2 separate regions of the Mus musculus genome follow, and region 2 is linked to region 1. The links are chromatin contacts, called in public HiChIP or PLAC-seq maps. All regions are on one chromosome and are shown on one strand. The core of a region is the stretch at or near the end of the contact, and the rest is flanking DNA. Distances in the headings are between cores, read along the strand shown. Region 1 has its middle 170 kb from the start of Gm25096. Region 2 has its middle 6.8 kb from the start of Gm33280.

Region 1 (3,212 bases), core at 42-2,541:
AAAAATGCACATTTGTATAAAATACGTGATTTACTGTTCAATGGTAAACCTGTATGAATGTCTTGGGATGAGTTTGCTACATGGATCACAATTTAAAGTAACCCCATATCTGTGTGTGTAGCTGAGCTACCACCCTGCATGCACACACAGCTACATCTCTGATAATTCTCTTCTTTTTTTTAAATACTATTAAATTCTTTATTTTATATAAGTAATATGTATTTTAATTTAAAATTGTTTGTGGGAAAGAAAACTGCAAACTTTTAAATATATAAACATCCATACAAACAATGCAAGCCTGGGTGAAGCCTCAGTCTATATTTTTAAAATTATATTTAATGGTTTTAATTTTATGACCAGGGAAAACATTCTCACAGTAAAAAAAAAAAATTTTCAAAAATACTTTGAGAGTCTAGGGAGATGGTTTTCAGTGAGTAGGAATGTCTACGTCACAAGCGTTGGGACCCGAGTTCAAATCTCTGACACCCACATAAAAATCTGAGTGGACATGGTAACCCCCACACTGTTGGAGATGGACACAGCAGGTTCTCTGGGGTGCACAGTCTCGATCAGCACACCCGATATCCTCCTCTGGCACCCACACACTGTGCCTTAGTACACACATATATGTACACACAGCACACACACCTGCACCACAATACGCTCACACAAAAATCACTTCGTGTCTTTTGAACAATTATTTTCTGAGAGGCTAATCACCATGGTGTGCGTGTGTGAGTGTGCGTGTGTAGGCCAGAGGTCAGCATCAGGCCCCACTGGCCTGGTAAGACTCTGCAGCCTGAGTGCTGAGCCCCAGGGATCTGCCTGCTTCCCTCCCGTTCCTAGCATCAGCCTGTGAGATGTGACTCTGCCAAGCCTAGCCTTCATGGGTGAGTTGAGCCTGGAATTCTGATCCTACTGCCTGGGCAGGGAGCACTTTCCTGTCTGGCCCATCTCCCTAGCCACAATCAGCAGGTTTCTGCTTGTTTATTTTCCTCTGAGGAATCCTGCTGTGTGAAGAAGTCTCCTGCTTACTGAAAAAACAAGCAAGCAAACAAACAAACAAACCCCCAAACAAAAACAAAACAGCAACAAAACCCAAAACAAACAAACAAACAACAAACCAGGATTATATTCTGTTTTAAATTCTTAGAAATTGACACCTCCCCCCCCCCAAAAAAAAGCTGTGTTTAGTCAAGCTGTTTTTCAGGGAAGTTCTACCAAGTCTCCCTCTCCTAACAGCATCTGAAAAAGCAAGCTGACCTCACCAGCTTGAGTGGGAAATGCTGCATTCTGGTGTGGGTTAAACTTTGACTGCACTATCTCCCCATGGCCTCCCTACACAGGCACAGACCTTTGCCTTGTATCTGTGATTGTTTTGTCCCCATTTAAACCCAGTTTTAATTTAGTTTATTTTTTTCTTGTTATTGGACAGCATCCTTTCTTTCATGAATAAACATTTTTATTTCACCTCAGATGACATTAGACAGATATTCCACGTGTAATCATTGCCCGGTCACTGTAGATTTATATCAAACTGCTCACTGTTTTAATTCTTCTGTCTTTTGAGCTGACTAGAGTGTTTGTAATGAAATACCACAGACTAGAAGCTTAAGAAACAGTCACAATTCCTGAGCTTAGAGCTCAAAGTCAAGGAATGAACAGGGCTGGCTGAATCTGGAGGCTGTAGGGGAGGCAGGTTACTGGCTCTCCCTGGACTAGTAGATGGTCAGCAGATGACCCCTAAGTTCTCTGAGTCACAATTTCCAAAATTCCCCTTCTTTTTTTCTTTATTTTATTTTATTTTATTTTTTCTCCCATGTGTCCATGTTTAACATGTTGGTGCATGTACACTTGCATGTGACTGTCAGCAGGAACGTGTGCGTCATGCACCTGTGTCACATGAGAGGACCACTTCAGGGGTCTGTCTGTCCTCACTTTCTGCTGTGTTTGGTACACTGCCTCATCACCACTGAGTTTGTCTGGCTAGCTGGCCAGTGAGCTTCCTTCTGGACAGCCTCTGGTCCCCAATGCTCAGTTCCTAGAAGGGGCATCTGGCTTTTCCATGAGCTCTGGGAATCCAAAGTCAGATCTTCATGTTTGCACAGAAAGCGGTTTTACTTGCCCGCTAATGTGTTTCCCCAGACCTCCAATTTCCCTTCTTAAAGCACACAGGTCATAATGGATTAGGAATCACGCCGATAATCTCATTCTGTTAGAATAGCAATAAAGGACAGTCAAGGGAAAACATCTTCTGGTCAAGTGAATAGAATCTCTGACCTAGGTAGAGAACTAGTATCCCAGCTCCTTCTGTAACATGGAAACAAAACAACAGCAGCAGCAGCAACAATAACACACACATACACACTAAGATAAACAAAACCAAAACCTTGTAAACGTGGTTTAAAGAACATAGAGGAGATGTAGACGGTGGTGGTAGAGATGCCTGTTTACCAACAGGATTAGTGCAGGTGTATTCAATATGTTTTTCGGGATATACCTTCATCTTGGAGGCCAAAGATTCTAAATTCCTTGGACCTTGTCATTCTCCTGAAATGAGGATACCTGATGACTCTGTTTACAGACTCAGAGATAGGCTGCTTGCCTTCCGTAGCAGCAAGGATCCTGGAATAAACTACAGACAATGACAGATACAAAAGGGGCTGCAGTATGGTCTGATATCTTAACATTTCTTTCCTAAAGTTCTAGTGACCAGGGAGCCCATTACAGACTCAGGCATGTTATCCAGAGGGTGCTTGACCCAGTTGTTGGGTCAGTCAACAGGATCTGCAAGAGAGAGTAGAGACTGAAGGGCAAGAGACTCGAAGAATGGAGGCAAAACAGTATGTCTGATCAAGTCTCAAGTCTCATTTATTGAAAGGCAACTAAAAGCACAAGCTAGGGAGTACAGCTGGAGACACTTAGCCACAAGTCCAGGATGTATAGGAGAAAAACAAGGTGTTATCAGAGTGTGTTCAGCTGTGGTGGGCTTCTTGCAAAAACATCATGTTAGGAAAACAAGTCTCTTGTCAGGGTGGAAAAGTACCACCTGTAAGTAAATAGCCCTAGATGGCTGCAGAGATGATGGCCATTTTCTGCTAAGAGTTGGCTCCCAACAGGTGCTTACTTTGAGAATGAAGGGACTGGAGTCTGATGAAACTCCCAGCTCAAACCTCACACCATGCCTACTTGTTATTTGCATCTCTTTGGTG
Region 2 (3,242 bases), core at 253-2,752, 780 kb before region 1:
GTCTTAGTCAGGGTTTCCATTCCTGGACAAAACATCCTGACCAAGAAGCACTTGGGGAAGAAATGGTTTATTCAGCTTATACTTTCCACATTGCTGTTCATCACCAAAGGATGTCAGGACTGGAACTCAAACAAGTCAGGAAGCAGGAGCTGATGCAGAGGCCATGGAGAGATGTTCTTTACTGGCTTGCTTTCCCTGGCTTGCTCAGCCTGCTCTCTTATAGAATCCAAGACTACCAGCCCAGAGATGGCACCACCCACAAGGGGCCTTTCCCCCTTGATCACTAATTGAGAAAAAGCCTTACAGCTGATCTCATGGAGTCATTTCCTCAACTGAAGCTCCTTTCTCTGTGATAACTCCAGCTTATATCAAGTTGACACAAAACTAGCCAGTACAATCCACCCACTGCTGTGTTCAGAATTGCATGGGGTTTCAGGCAGTTGAGCTCTGGTAGAGGAAATAAGTCACGGGATGAGCCTTAAAGGATGTATCTTGCTCTCATACTTTCCTTTGGGCTAGATCCCTTTTTAGTTTTATTTACTAATTTAGAAACAAGATTTCTCTGTGTAACAACCCTGGCTGTCTTGAAACTCACTTTGTGCATGAGGCTACCTGAAACTCACAGAGATCTGCCTGCTTCTGTCTCCCAAGGGCTAGGATCAAAGGTATGTGCCACCACACCTGGCTTGGATTGTGTGTGTGTGTGTGTGTGTGTGTGTGTGTGTGACAGCTATGTCATGAAGAGCTAAGCCCTGAAAGTGTCCTTCTGCCTGGATGTGTGTAAGTCAGGGACAGTATTGTGTCCTCATGGCATCTCAGGCTCTTGTAATCTTGTAGGTTTTTGTGCCCTAGACTAACTTGTTGCTTAACATTGATGCTAGTGTTCCAGCCATTACATGTACTGCCAGCAACAGGACAGAGGAAAGGGGACTGAAGAGCACACTTTGTCCTTTTTAAGGAACCTTCCTACAGGTGTCAGGTTGAACCTGCATGGGTTTCCATGTCCTTGGGGTGGGGGATCAAATTCTGACAATGTAGACTTTATGAAAATCAGAAACTTTTCTTTAAGAGAGTAAAAGGACAAACCAAAGACTGGGACAAGGCACTCAGTTAAAACCACAGAAGAGGGCTGGGGTGGAGGACGACACAAGTTTGGATCCCCAGAACCTGGTATAGCCAGGCCTGGTGACATGCGTGCTTCTACAGGAAGGTGGGGGTAGAGCCAGGAGACTCCCCTTGTGAGAAACTTACTGCCTTTTCCATAGAAAGCTTAGCTGAGGGCTAGGGAGAAGACTCCGAGGTAAGAGCTGTTTTTCTAGAGGACTCAGGTTTATTTTCCAGCACCCACTGTAGGCTCACCACTCTCGAGTAACTCCAGTCCCAAGCGGAGCCTGTGAGGGGGTCAGGAAAAGGGCAGAGGAAAAAAGGATAACATTCATCTGGAAGAGAATACCGTTCCCACCGGGAAGGAGGTGACTTTCCCACACAATCTCTGAAAGAGCTTAACTAACAAGGCCGTCCATCAGCCGGGGCCATCTATCAAATCAAGGCCGTTCTGTGCACAATGAGTCATGTTTCTCTGACTATTTTGGACAAACAATGCTGTTTGAAGGGAATTTTCAGTTTGCACAGAGGAAATAACATATAAGAAAGAGAGTCAAAGAGGAGAAAGGTCTGGAGGCTGCACAAAAGGACTAGTGGGACACCACTTGGAAGTCCTCCAGCTCTGAGGACCCCCTCTTCCCAACAGGGTGCTTTCGCTCTTTGCTTCCTTCCTCCATAAAACCTCCTTCTGAGTCTTTCCTTTTGGTCTCTGGCCATTCAATTCTTTGCTCATTTTGGGGAAGAACCTGGACACCTGTGCAGACAGTTCACCCCATGGAAATCCCAAGTCCAGCAACAATCTGACCTCTTCTTCTTGGGACATCAGGTATATATATGGCTCTTAAATAAACATGCAGACAAACACCATGCTGTCGTGGCTTAAATTAGAGTGGCCTCCAGAAGCTCGTCTATTTGAATGCTTTGTCCCCAGTTGGTGGAACTGTTTGGGAAGGATTGGGAGGCGTGGCCATGTTGGAGCTGGTTTGTCAGTGGGAGTGGGCTTTATGGTTTCAAAATGCCCATACTATTCCAGATAGTTCTCTCTGTTGTGTCCCTGTGGGTCAGGACACAAGCTCTCAGCTACTGCTCCTGAGCCATGCCTGCCTGCCTGCCTGCTGCTCCTGAGCCATGCCTGCCTGCCTGCCTGCTGCTCTTGCGCCATGCCTGCCTGCCTGCTGCCCCTGCGCCATGCCTGCCTGCCTGCTGCTCCTGAGCCACCCTTGCCTGCCTGCTGCCCCTGCACCATGCTTGCCTGCCTGCTGCTCCTGCACCACCCTTGCCTGCCTGCTGCTCCTCCACCATGCTTGCCTGCCTGCTGCCTCTGCACCATGCTTGCCTGCGTGCCTGCTGCTCTTGCCCCATGCCTGCCTGCTGCTCCTGCACCACCCTTGCCTGCCTGCTGCTTCTGCACCACGCCTGCCTGCTGATCCTGTGCCACCCGTGCCTGCCTGCTGCTATGCTCCCTGGCCAGGATGCTCACGGACTCTAGCCCTCTGGACTCGAGAGCCCGCAATAAACATTTTCTTTCATAAATTGTCTTGCTCATGGTGTCTCTTCGAAGCAATAGAAAAGTAACCGATAGATCTACAGGCAGACAATAAATAAACAACAAAAAAATTAAAATAAAAAATGATTAGCTGAGCCAGGATGACTTACTTCAAGAAAACATCGTTTTGCAACACCCCCCTCCCCGTCCCCCGCTAAATCTCTAGTTTCTAGTTCCTGGAATGTAAGTTTTAGTTCTCCTGATTCTTGCCTGCCCCCAGAGATGTCAACTACTTCCTACCCTGTGCTGTGTCTTATGGATTAGTCAATAGTGTAACAAGGTGCCCAGAATAAAGGCATAGAACCCTCACTCAGGTTAGAGGGAAAAACCCAGCAGAACTCCCGCTCACCGTGCATGCTTGCCAGAACTTGTTATGGCTACACACCCTTCCGTGTAAGTAATGTCTTGTGAAGATTCTCTAGCTGTGTGGTCATTCTTGTGACACCCCCTGCCCCATTCCTAGTATCTGGAAGCCTGTGGGCCAACTAGCCTCTCCTACACAGTGAGACCCTACCTTAGACAAGATAACAGGTAAGGACTGACACTCAAGGTTGTCTTCTGACCTCCACACACAGGGACATGTATGTTGGGG

What was found. HiChIP or PLAC-seq counts read pairs in DNA pulled down with a chosen protein or histone mark.
Region 2: an H3K27ac HiChIP or PLAC-seq map of extraembryonic endoderm stem cells shows a contact between it and region 1, with 6 times the contacts expected there. The contact joins two enhancer-like sites. A contact is called at or near these places in 3 of 115 datasets of contacts at active chromatin or transcription factors (extraembryonic endoderm stem cells, microglia and trophoblast stem cells) and 1 of 9 other capture datasets (embryonic stem cells).

What each region holds. Positions count from the first base shown.
Region 1 is chr1:35,346,155-35,349,366 of GRCm38.p6, reverse strand. No RefSeq gene overlaps it. Among named protein-coding and RNA genes, the nearest start is that of Gm25096, 170 kb to the right of the region's middle. Within about 2 kb of position 1,291, at least 7 of the 459 cell types and tissues checked have an H3K27ac peak or open chromatin away from gene starts, as enhancers often do. A contact at or near this core is called in extraembryonic endoderm stem cells, where this site is marked.
Region 2 is chr1:36,123,546-36,126,787 of GRCm38.p6, reverse strand. No RefSeq gene overlaps it. Among named protein-coding and RNA genes, the nearest start is that of Gm33280, 6.8 kb to the left of the region's middle. Within about 2 kb of position 1,502, at least 13 of the 459 cell types and tissues checked have an H3K27ac peak or open chromatin away from gene starts, as enhancers often do. A contact at or near this core is called in extraembryonic endoderm stem cells, where this site is marked.